Regions from separate parts of the Mus musculus genome. Here regions 1, 2 and 3 are each linked to region 4. The links are chromatin contacts, called in public promoter capture Hi-C maps. All regions are on one chromosome and are shown on one strand. The core of a region is the stretch at or near the end of the contact, and the rest is flanking DNA. Distances in the headings are between cores, read along the strand shown. Region 1 holds the start of 1700082M22Rik (a long non-coding RNA gene). Region 2 holds the start of Pdp2 (pyruvate dehyrogenase phosphatase catalytic subunit 2). Region 3 overlaps Ces2h (carboxylesterase 2H). Region 4 holds the start of Ces2c (carboxylesterase 2C).

What was found. Promoter capture Hi-C pulls out the DNA fragments that hold promoters and counts their contacts.
Region 1: a promoter capture Hi-C map of liver shows a contact between it and region 4. The contact joins the promoter of 1700082M22Rik here to the promoter of Ces2c in region 4. A contact is called at or near these places in 5 of 39 promoter capture datasets (the SN4741 cell line, cranial neural crest, embryonic stem cells and 1 more) and 2 of 115 datasets of contacts at active chromatin or transcription factors (bone marrow-derived macrophages and intestinal villus epithelium).
Region 2: a promoter capture Hi-C map of liver shows a contact between it and region 4, with 2.8 times the contacts expected there. The contact joins the promoter of Pdp2 here to the promoter of Ces2c in region 4. A contact is called at or near these places in 2 of 39 promoter capture datasets (both in liver).
Region 3: a promoter capture Hi-C map of liver shows a contact between it and region 4. The contact joins the enhancer-like site here to the promoter of Ces2c in region 4. A contact is called at or near these places in 13 of 39 promoter capture datasets (the 3T3-L1 cell line, the C10 cell line, cranial neural crest and 7 more), 1 of 484 Hi-C or Micro-C datasets (nephron progenitors), 1 of 115 datasets of contacts at active chromatin or transcription factors (embryonic stem cells) and 2 of 9 other capture datasets (adipose tissue and liver).

Annotation. Positions count from the first base shown.
Region 1 is chr8:104,640,361-104,643,096 of GRCm38.p6, forward strand. It overlaps 1700082M22Rik (a long non-coding RNA gene), which reads left to right and starts at 1,390. Exons shown (of 3, transcript XR_003947594.1): 1 at 1,390-1,523. Ciao2b (cytosolic iron-sulfur assembly component 2B) reads right to left here and starts at 1,368. Exons shown (of 5, transcript NM_026753.2): 1 at 1,189-1,368; 2 at 951-1,030; 3 at 608-733; 4 at 160-205. The coding sequence starts at 1,330.
Region 2 is chr8:104,590,097-104,592,796 of GRCm38.p6, forward strand. It overlaps Pdp2 (pyruvate dehyrogenase phosphatase catalytic subunit 2), which reads left to right and starts at 1,376. Exons shown (of 2, transcript NM_001024606.2): 1 at 1,376-1,499.
Region 3 is chr8:105,008,858-105,011,557 of GRCm38.p6, forward strand. The region is part of intron 1 of Ces2h (carboxylesterase 2H); the gene reads left to right. Among named protein-coding and RNA genes, the nearest start is that of Ces2h, 9.4 kb to the left of the region's middle. Within about 2 kb of position 1,399, at least 9 of the 459 cell types and tissues checked have an H3K27ac peak or open chromatin away from gene starts, as enhancers often do. A contact at or near this core is called in liver, where this site is marked.
Region 4 is chr8:104,845,644-104,848,370 of GRCm38.p6, forward strand. Ces2c (carboxylesterase 2C) reads left to right here and starts at 1,425. Exons shown (of 12, transcript NM_145603.2): 1 at 1,425-1,565; 2 at 2,346-2,556. The coding sequence starts at 1,490. It also overlaps the pseudogene Gm33715 and the pseudogene Matr3-ps2.

The DNA of each region.
Region 1 (2,736 bases), core at 140-2,639, 210 kb before region 4:
GGTCATGGGAAGCAGGAGATTTCAGTCAGGCCAGCTTTGGTCTAAGCTGTAGTATGGCCATTTTATTCACTTAGTCCCCTGGTCCTAATCTTGCCCCCACAGATGACTGTGGCAAAGGGGAAGCCTCACCTAGTTTGGGGCCCAGCAGTCCACACTAACCTGCATGCTCGGAGGCGTGGGTCCCGGGTGTAATGTGTACATCCATCTGCAGGAAAGACAATGTGGGCCCGAGCATTTACCCGCCTGTCCTTTTCTTTTGGACACTACCTCCCAACCATCTGAACTCCCAGTCACCCCTCTTGATTCTGGCTCTTCCAAGCCACCCCAAACCCACCTGCAGTCAGTCAATCCACTTTTACCCTAGGACCTAGTCAGCGACTATTGACTTTAAAAGCCTTCCAGTGCCTCGATCGATCACGCCCATTCACAGCTCCCAGCTGCCCTTTCCACCACACTCCTATTTTCTGGAGTTTTTTCCCCCCAATATTCTTGTCACATCAACTTGGGGGTTCAACTCTGCGAGTTCGGATCCTTCCGATCTCCGCCCGATGTCCCCTCGCCCGCCCCAGTAGTTTGTTTCACCCTCGGGGGCTTGACTCCAACTGACCTTGAACCGCTGGGGAAGGGATCGCAGCAGCTTGACTTTGATGGAGAGGCCAATAAGCGTGGCCATGCTGCAGTGTGGGATGGTGGGTGTGAAGGCCACTGCTACTGTGCTCTCTGGGTCGCTAACCTGCGATGACAAGGGAGATCAGATCGCAGTGATCGCACGGCGGCCCCTAGCCCAAAGACACTCTTTAGTTTATCGATTTGGGCAAGTCACCCAACTTTTTATCGGCTCCATAAACATTAACACACCTCCCACAGATCCTCTTGGGGGCTTGTGAACGGAGAACACCAGCCTCTGAGGTACAACGGTACCTTTTTGATTACTCGAGTAAACTACTCACCTGAATCCGAACTTGCTCTACTACGTTCAATTCCTCCAGTGTCAGTGGATGCTCCGGGTCATTAATGGAGCGGATAAGATGTGCCAAGTGAAGGAAAAGGGACTCTAAGTTTTGGCCCACTCAAAATCTCCGCAGGCAACGCCTAACCGGGACACCCCTCCACCAGCGGGCTGCGCATCACTTCTTGCCGACACCCCAAGCCCCCACCGTCCCGCCAGCGCCCTGCAGCGACGGATATCGAAGATCTCCCGGGCGTCGATGCTGTCCGGCACTTCCTCATCTTCCTCGCCCGCCGTCACTGGCCGCTCCCCGGAACGCTCATAGATGAGGGGGTTAGCGTTCTCTAAGAGCCCGCCGCCGCTACCGCCGCCGCCCACCATCCCGGAACCGCGGTTCCCACAATCCCCCGGTGGTGTGTACTTCCGCTCCTTCCGCGCACTTCCTGGGAACGAGGAGAGGGCGTGGTGTGGCTACGGGGTCGTGCAAGGGACACGCCACACTCCAGGGATTCGGCGAGTAGTTTGCTAGAAGCGGTGTATTTGTCGTGCGGGCTACTCCGAAAGCGGGAAAAATGTTGGTAGCTCTCGCCGGGGCGTCCCTTCGGTTCTTAGCCGTGGGATCCTGTTGGGAGCTGGATCGCAGGAAGCCAACACCGTCTGACAAGGGCACTAAAGGCTCCTTGTGATTGGGCCTTGGGACGCTCCAGCTCGCTGTCACGCTATCGTAGAACCGTAGATCTAATGACACGCTGGTTTCCTCTAGTAGGAATCGGCAGCACTAGTTACATGCTTGTTAAGTAGATACGCGATCCTAAACTCTCACCTCAGAGCATCCTAATGTAGACCGTGGTGACCTCTAGGCCACTTGAATCTGATCTGCCCTGAGAAGGCAGCACTTAATTTATCCTATAACCCCTCCCTACCAGACTGTCTCCTTTGCTGTCAGCCAGGCTATGGAGGCCACGAATGCCTTAGCAGGCAGAAATATCATTCTTGGCATGGGTGATGTCATGTCCAGCTTGTCTAAAGAATGGGAAATTGCACATATAATTCCCACAGTCTTTTTCGTAACTCAGGAGAGGCAGGGTTGGTGGAAGACAGACTTGTGCCATTGGGACCAGCACACGTGGCCCATGGCTGACTGCTCGCAGGACTGAATGATGGCAGCAGGTCCAGAGGTCCCTCAGTGAGCCTGGATGGATAAGCTGGGGTCTTGTAGTGGGTAAAAACAGTGTTTGAAAACAAAGAGTACTTTGACAAGGCTGACCTAAAGGTCACAAGGAGGTAGCAACACCCACAGTGCGGCGCCCGCTGATAGAACAGACTCAACTTTGATGCCATCTGTACATTTCCAGTCCCATCATGACCAGTCACATGGGGAAATCTCTTTCATTTGAGTGGTATTGATGTGGGTGTCCACGCCTTCCTGCTAGTTCCCTTCGCCAAGCTGCCTCTAGGGATGCTGTGGTTTATACCCCTGGGCCACCTAAACTGTGTAAAGGATGGGACCTCTGATCCAGCAATGTAAGTTCTCCTGGGGCCAAGGGGACTTAAGGGACCTCTGAGCTCTGGGTCAGGCTGCAGCAGTTTTTCCATCTCAACCCCACTGGGATTTCCAGCACTGTCGGGAAGATTCTCACATTCATTAAAATTTTAACTACATTTGAGAAGAGGGCACATGCCACAATGTGTTAAGTGGAGGTCAGAGGACAAGTTTCAGGAGGGGTTCTCTCTTCTAGTGTATGGTTTCCAGGGATAGAACGCAGGTCATCTTCAGTCATTGCAGT
Region 2 (2,700 bases), core at 126-2,625, 260 kb before region 4:
GGGAGAGGGGGACAGGGTAGAGTAACGAAGATCTATCTATGATAGTGTTTGATAGTATTCAGGAGGCTCTAGGTTCAATCCTCAGTATCACAAAACCAAAGCAAAACCCAGAACAAAAACAGGGATTTAGCAAACGCCTTTAATCCCAGAATTTGGGAGGCAGAAGTAGGTGGATCTTTGTACATTGGAGACCAGCCGGTTCTACATAGCTAGTTCTAGACCAGCTAGGGCTACCTAGTGAGATGCTACCTCAAAAACACAAATAAAACAAAACACTCCCAAGCAACCACCTCCTTGAGAGGCCTGAGGCCCAGTAAGGGGACACATCACAGAAATACAGCAGGAACACTTTTACCTCAGACGTGACTTTGGGTAAACCAGCTTGCCTTTCTTTCCAGAGACAGCACTCTCAGACCTTTCTGCTATCTCTTATCTCTCTTTGACTTCAAGAAAGGACTCTACTGACTCACACATTATAAGGTGAAGACCAGACTCAGCTATTGTTAGGACCAGAAGGCAAGGAGGGAAAGCTCTGGACCTCTCTGGTTCTGGCTCTCCCAAGCTACCAACAAGTAAAGGTGCGGCTAACATCACTTGTCGCTAAGAGGCCAATGTAATTGAGAATTCAAAATGGTGGTTAGTAAGGAGCCAATGAACTCTTTAGATCAGAAATGTGAGTATTAGAAGGTTCCTTCTAGCTGTTTGTAAAGGAAGGAAAATCGGTTGGGACTAAGTGTAATTTGGAAGTAGGGGGCCTTAAAGGCTTTGGAGTCTGGCATTGGCAAATGGATGGGTGGGAAGGGACTTAGGAGGTGGGAATGACAGGATTAAAGTGTGTGACAGTAAGGGAAGCATCAAATTGACCCTGGTGTTTGGACTTGGGTCTTCTGGGGCCGGCGAAGCCATTGCTGGTTTAGGAAGAAAAGCAGGTTTGACTGGAAGATAAGGTCAGGGCAAGTAGAACCTAGAGTGTCCATAAAGCCTTCAAGATAGGTGTCCAAAGATAATAAAGATGTGGCACTTTGGAGAGAGGCTTGGAGGGAACGGAACAAAACCCGGGAGGAATCTATGTGAGAATGAACTGTAAAGAACTGGAGAGGTCTCTTGGTTCTGGCTTTGCAGGGTGTGGTGATAAGGGAAGCTTGGGGAAGAGCCCCACGTGACGACCTACTGGCGCAGCGGCTGCACAAAAGCCACGGGTAACCCCAGGGGGTAGAGTGCAGGGTGGCCCCTCCCGGCCCCGCCCCTCTGCCTTCCTTTTGCCCTCCTCATCCATTGGGTAATCTCAATGTCCGTCAAGGGCCCGCCTCCAAGGATAAGCCAATCAGGAATGGCGGGAGGGATATTTCTTTTGGTGCTGGTTCCTCGACTGGGGGCCTCTCCAGGGAAGTAAAACCCAGTCGCAGCAACCGCGGAACTGTGCTCAGGACCAGAGTGAGCCGAGAGGATCCGCCGAGTGCCAGCGGCGCCAGCTGGGGAGGAGAGGACGAGGATACGAGGTAAGGAAGGGGACGATTCGGGGTGCGGACGCCTTCCCTAGCCTAGTTTACGGGTACCTCAGGTGATGGGGCGGAGAGGGGGATGAGGTGAGAGGGCGGGACGAGCTGGCCCCTGGTCATGGTCACCCCACTCGCGCGCACGCGCCACGTGGGCCCGCGCACTGGTGGAGGAGACGACTGCTTAGCCGGTTCTCTGCACCAGCTTCCTTAGTACTGGAGCACCGGTGAGCTGGACGTCGCAACTGGATTCTTACACCTTGGAAAGCCAAGGCTCAGCCACTAAACGGGGGCTGGGATTTCTTAGAGCCTTGCGGTCCAGCCAAGAAATCAAGAGACTTGGTTTCTTTAGGGGTGCTAAATTCTTTCTGTCCCATTGGAGGCGAATGGTTTTCATTGCGCACAGCTGCCTGTCCTTTCTGCAGGGTCAAGGGGCGTCTGAGGCCATCTGCCCCTGTCCGACCTCATCTGTCCCAAGTTCAGCGGGATGGGTATTGGCTTTGGGAAATCGGTTTGACAGTGCGTTTATACCCTTTGACCTACTGGTTTTGGAAATAAGTAAGGGAAAGGTGACTGCAAATGCCATGTAATTTGGTACCAGGTTAGTGGAAACAAGCTCCAAGTCACCAGTAGTTGTGAATGTTTATGCCAAAAACCATAAATAGTACTATCACTGAAAACATTGCCTTTAATAGGAAATCATGTTCACAGTAGTTGGCCCAATGATATAAAAATCTGTACAGAATGTATCCCAAGGACAAAAATAGTGGCTCCCTCCTTTTGTTGATTTTTGAGACAGTTTCTCTGTGTACCTGGTCTCAAATTCTGCCTGCCTTTTCCTTCTAAGTGCTGGGATTAAAGGCGTGCACCCACACTCCCAGTTTCAACCCCCCCCCCCCATTCCCATGGGCTTACTTTGTCAAGCAAAGTAACAGTCTGCAATGTAGATCAGGCTGGCTTTGAACTCACAGATCAGCTTGCCTCTTCACCTTTGCTTCCGGAATTCTGGAATTAAAGGCGTGATAGCACTGTGACGGCTCAGAAGTGTCGTATTTTATTAAGTCTTTACAGAACGTTGTGAAATCTTGACATGGTGCACACACTTTTAATCTCATGAGGTATTGAGAACGTCAGAGCAGGCAGATCTCTGATTTTGAGGACAGCTTGACCTACACAGTGAATTTCATGCTGGCCAGGGTGACAA
Region 3 (2,700 bases), core at 149-2,648, 160 kb after region 4:
TCTCCCTCAAGGGCCCCTCCTGAAGGCCCTAATTCCTGCCACCCATTTCCACTCTGCCCAGGAGGAAGGCCACTTGCCTATCCTTCGTGCCTTACCTCCAATGGCCTTTTCCCTTGTATGATTCAATACCACTCTCAAAAGTCACCAGGACCCTCCAGGCAAGAGGTATGCTCAGCCTCCCAAATGGCTCCCCTTTTAAATGGTCCTTAGCTTGAGCCCACATCAGAAAGCATCATTAACAAGTCTTAGAAGAGCACACATGTGGAAGCTGCCCTCTTCTATCTCATCTGCTCCTGGTCCTTCCACAGGAAATATCAAGGTCCCTGGGACACACACACAGAGCTCTGGAGTTTATCTAAGAATGAATGAAGTCTCTGGCCCTTACTTACAACCAAAATAATTACAGATTCCCTCTATTTCTGTCATCACAATTTAACTCTGCCTAACACAGAGATCACCTCACAGTACGAGTTAGAGATCCCTAATACCACTCAGTAGAAGGCTTCACTTCAAAAATAATCAGTTAATTTGACAAGTCTAACGTTGTGGATGTTATAGCATATTCTTATCTATTGCTGTACCAAGCACAGCCAGCATGAGGCGTCAGTGGCTGGCAAATGGAGTTAAACCTCATGGGTAGAGATCTCTTTCCACATGAAACCCTGTGTGGACAGCATGTGACAGGGAAGGGGTGGGTGTGCCTTTTCACATGGAAATCTCAGCAGGTTGGATCGCGGTGCCAGGGGAAGTGGTTTTGTTTAGGCCGCAGTTGAGAGTTTGAAAATCCATGATCAGGTGGCTCACTCCAGTGAGGCTCTGTGGAGGTCTCCTAACTATGTCACAACACGCTGATGGCATTTCACAGTAGGAACATGTAGGAGAGAGCACTCACGGTGAAAGAAACAATCTGCCTTGGGAATGGCCATTGTTACTTCTGTCTGAGAGTTCTGTCTCTCACTCTCACTGCAAGACCTAACCTGCTTCAAAACTCCAGCAGTAATTCCTGTATGAAGAGACCCATGAATCAGGCTCCTTCCACTAGACACTATTTCTTAAAGGCTCCACTACCTTAACAGCAGCACCCTAGGGTAAGCATCCAGGATATGAACCTCTGAGGGACAAAATAGACCCACATCACAGCATATTATCCCAATCCCCAGATTCATGTCCTTCTCACAGTACAAAATATGCTCAGGCCATGCTTTTGGTCCCTTAACTCCTTTGGACATGATCCCAAAGTCCTAAGTCCCATCCGAAATTCAAGGAAAATCCCTTCTAGCTGGGAGTCTTCAAAAAACAACTTTGATAGTTGATAGTTGAAAAAGTGAATGTTGAAACAGGCACAGAGTAAACAGTCTGTGTGCCGGTTGGTTTTTGCCAGCCTGACACAATCCTAAAGATATCTGGGGAAAGGGAATCTAAACTGAGAAATGAATTCCAGCAGATTGGCCTGTAGGCAAGCCTGTGGGAGCATTTTCTTGATTAATGATTAATGTGGGAGAGTCCAGCTCATTATGAAAACTGCCTCCCCTTATTATATGTAAGAAAGCAGGCTAAGCAAAGCATGGAGAATAGACCAGTGGATGGGTTTCCTTCAGGGCCGCTGTTCTCAACCTTCCTAATGCGGGGACCCTTTGATATGATCCTCATGTTGAAAGATACCTAACCATAAAATGATCTGTTGCTGCTTCATAATTGTAATTTTGCTACTGTTATGATTGCAATGTTCATAATCTGATATGCAAGATATTCACAGGTTGAGAACCAGTGCTCCCAGGTCTCTGCTTCAGTTCCTGCCTTGAGTTCCTGCCCTGCCTTCCCTTCAGGACTGTAAGCTGTAAGATGAAATAAACCCCTTCCTCTTCCAAGTTGCCTTCAGTCATGATGGGCTTATTCTGTCTTGTTCTCTTTTGTTTTTGTTTTTGTTTTTTATAGCGATAGAAAGCTGACTCTAACACTTCCATTGCAAAAGAATGAACAGAAAAATAGAAAAGAGTGTCAGGGCCCAAGAAAACTCAAAAAAAAAAAAAAAACAAGCAGGAGAGATAGTCTCTCAAAACTGCAAGTCCAGCATGCTGTACTCATGGGAACAGGCACTGGACCCCAGAGACTCAAGTGTCCCCATCCATGTGACACTGCTTGCTATACTAGTTACTTTTTTTTATTCCTGTCACATGACCAAAGCAACTTATACAAGGAAGGGTTTATTTGGGCTTATAGTTTCAGAAAAATACAAGTCCAGAATGGCAAAGCTACCATGGCAGTCAGATGCAGATTTGGCGACAGATGGAGTGTAGAGCTCACATCTCACACTCTAAGAGACTGAAATTGAAAATAGTGCATAGTTTTTGAGACCTCAAAAGCAAGCCTAGTGACTTCCTCCAGCGAAACCACGCCTTCCAAACGAACTGAAACAGCGCCACCAACTGGGGATCAAATATTCAAACATCTGGGCATAAGGAGAGCATTCGTATTCGAACCGCCACCCTGGTGCTCTCTCACAGTGTGTGCCATGGCCTCCTGGCTTTCAGAGGCTGCTGCTGCTGCCAATTGCCTGATTTTGTATAGTTCCGGAATCTCAAAAGCCATGGTCCCACCCTCACAGCTAGCAAGGCATTCTGGGGGGAAACCTTGACATTGCCGCTGGGGTGGAGCCTCCCGGGGTTTTCGTAGACATCCCAGTGGAACCTACTATGAACT
Region 4 (2,727 bases), core at 175-2,674:
GGTGCTGAGTTTGTAGAGTGACGCAGCATGAATGGATCACCCATTGTGTGTCCAGTATCACTGTCAGGATTCCATTCTGGGTAGATTTCAAGAAGAAGCTGGCATCGACAACTGTGACTTGCTCCACTGGTATATTGACTCCACTCCTTATTAGAATGAACTGGCATATCACATATAGAGCACAAATGGGGATAACCCTTCAGTAAGAGTCCGTGTAACTGTTTAATATTGCTACTTAGAAGAGTGCCCCTATTTTTCTCAATTTTACCTGTGTTTCTCTCCATAGTACCTCCATGGTATTCCCTATAAGTGCCAAGCTCTGATCCAGGAGCACGGTATAGTTCTAGTCAATCTTAGCACAACATCTGAGAAGCACATGAGGCACTCATCCACAAAGAGAGAAAACTGCTGTGTTGCTGAGATTGAGAAAGGTGTAAGGATGGTTCTTTTTTTTTTTATGTGACCTCGCATAACTATCATAAATTTTACAGTGAGTATAAGGGAATAGGACGTGGGTGGTCGAAGCTCCTTGTTGATTCAATGAAGAACTCATTCCTAGATTCATTAAACTAGCAAGGTTTGCAGTATGATGGTTCACCCTTCCAAGAGATGCTAGCATACTTAAAGACTGGGTAGCAGCAGTAAGAAGGCCTATTCCTGTTGCAGGCAGGTTACACCCATGACCCTGTAAATCCCCACTGAAAAATGACTGCTGAAATGACTTGGACATTGTAGAACTATGTCTTTTCTATTTTATAGATTAAAAAAAAATGTTTTAAAACAGGGCCAAAAAGAAAGCACAAGCTAGAAAGCAAGGTTAATTGCTACAAAAATGGTAATGGCAAGAAGAAAGATCAATAAGGACCATAGAATCTATTCAAGCTGAGAGCCAGCAGTTAGGGGAAGAGAGAGGGAAAGAAGGGACTGTGACCTTTAAAGCACCAGAGTATCCATGTGTCTTGTTAAAACAAGTGTGACTTAATAGGGAAACTGTCCATGCAGATCCTAAGATAATTGTAGGAACCAGGGACTCGGGAAGCAGGCTCAGTAAACTGAGTCTTCAAAGCACAGGAGTCTTGAAGCTGAGGTTACACTCAGAGCTTCTGCACTTGCCTGATTCTCCTGTGACATCTTGACTATGACCTTCTCACAGAAGCACTCTGGCTTCTCCTGTTACAGCTTTCTGGCCAGGTGAGGAGACAGGGTTCCTGGTATCCCAGACAAGTTCCAGAATTCATGCTGTGCCTTTCCAGGAGGCCAGAGAGAGAACAGAAGCAGCAGAGGGGACTTTCCCCTACCTCCTGGCCATTGGCTCCTATCACTTGTGACTAATTACTGTTCCTGCAATGAGAACTTTCACCCGTCACACAATGGCCCCACCTACACCCTTTTGGTTTAAATAGCTGCCTGTGCAAGGTTCACTCCTTATGCTTCCTGTTTGTGAAACTTGGTCATCTTAGCAGCACAGACTTAGGACTGAGAGCTGATCATGACACGGAACCAACTACATAACTGGCTGAATGCTGGGTTCTTCGGGCTGCTGCTTCTTCTTATCCATGTGCAGGGTGAGGCTAACTAACCTGTCAATGGGGAATGATTGGAGTCAGAGCTAAGCTTGTGGGAGAGAAGGAATAGGAGGGTCACTTATGTAAACCATAGATCAGCCATTTTCAACCTGTAGGTCATGACCATTGAAGAACCCATATATCCGACAGCATCAGAAACACTCAACCATAAAACCATTTCTATTGCTTCTTCCTTACTGTAATGTTGCTCTTGAGTGGCTTCTCAGTTCCTAAGATCATCAGGAATATGTGATTTCCAATGGTCATGGCCCAAAGGTTGAAGAATGGCATAATAGACAAAAGATGAGAAACATGTTCCCCGACAAAAGCACACATATTTTGTGGACCCACTAGCACTCAGAGGGTCAGAGACATCTCAGATCACCTCATACTGAGGAGAAAATTCAGTGTAAGGCCAGAAGGAGATAATTCTAGGGAAAGTAAAAAGACACTTTTCCCTACTTGGTGTATGATAATGACAATAACTACTACTGACCTTTGGATGAAAATAACAATTATCATAAACTCATGTGGCCAAATGGCTCTAAAAGTGTGATAACTTCTTTAGCTAGAGAAATGTTCTGACACACTTCAAAAATGGTAATAAAAAGGCCCCTAGCCTGAGGGATAAGGAACCTCCCACACTAACACAACACGGGTGAACTGGGGATAGGGTGGCTGGGTTCCCTTCTCCTGAACCCTGGTAACAATGAGATGGAAATTTCACAATCTGCTGGCAGCTGATTACAGAAAACTAACCCAGAGGCATCTCTCCACCAGGTCAGGACTCACCAGAGGCCAACCCCATCAGAAACACACATACAGGACAGATCCAAGGCAGCCTTATCCACGTGAAGGACACTAAAGCTGGTGTCCACACCTTCCTGGGAATCCCCTTTGCCAAACCTCCTGTAGGACCACTGCGATTTGCACCTCCTGAGGCCCCTGAACCATGGAGTGGTGTGAGAGATGGAACTGCACATCCGGCCATGTAAGTTTTGGACCCAGAGGGTTTCAGGCACTGGGGGAGAATGTACTCTGAGCTCTGTGCTATGCTGAAGTGTTTCCTCCACCTCAGTGACACAGCAGTTTTCTCTCTTTGTGGATGAGTGCCCCATGGGTTTTTCTGATGATGTGCTAATGTTGATTAGAACAACTGGGC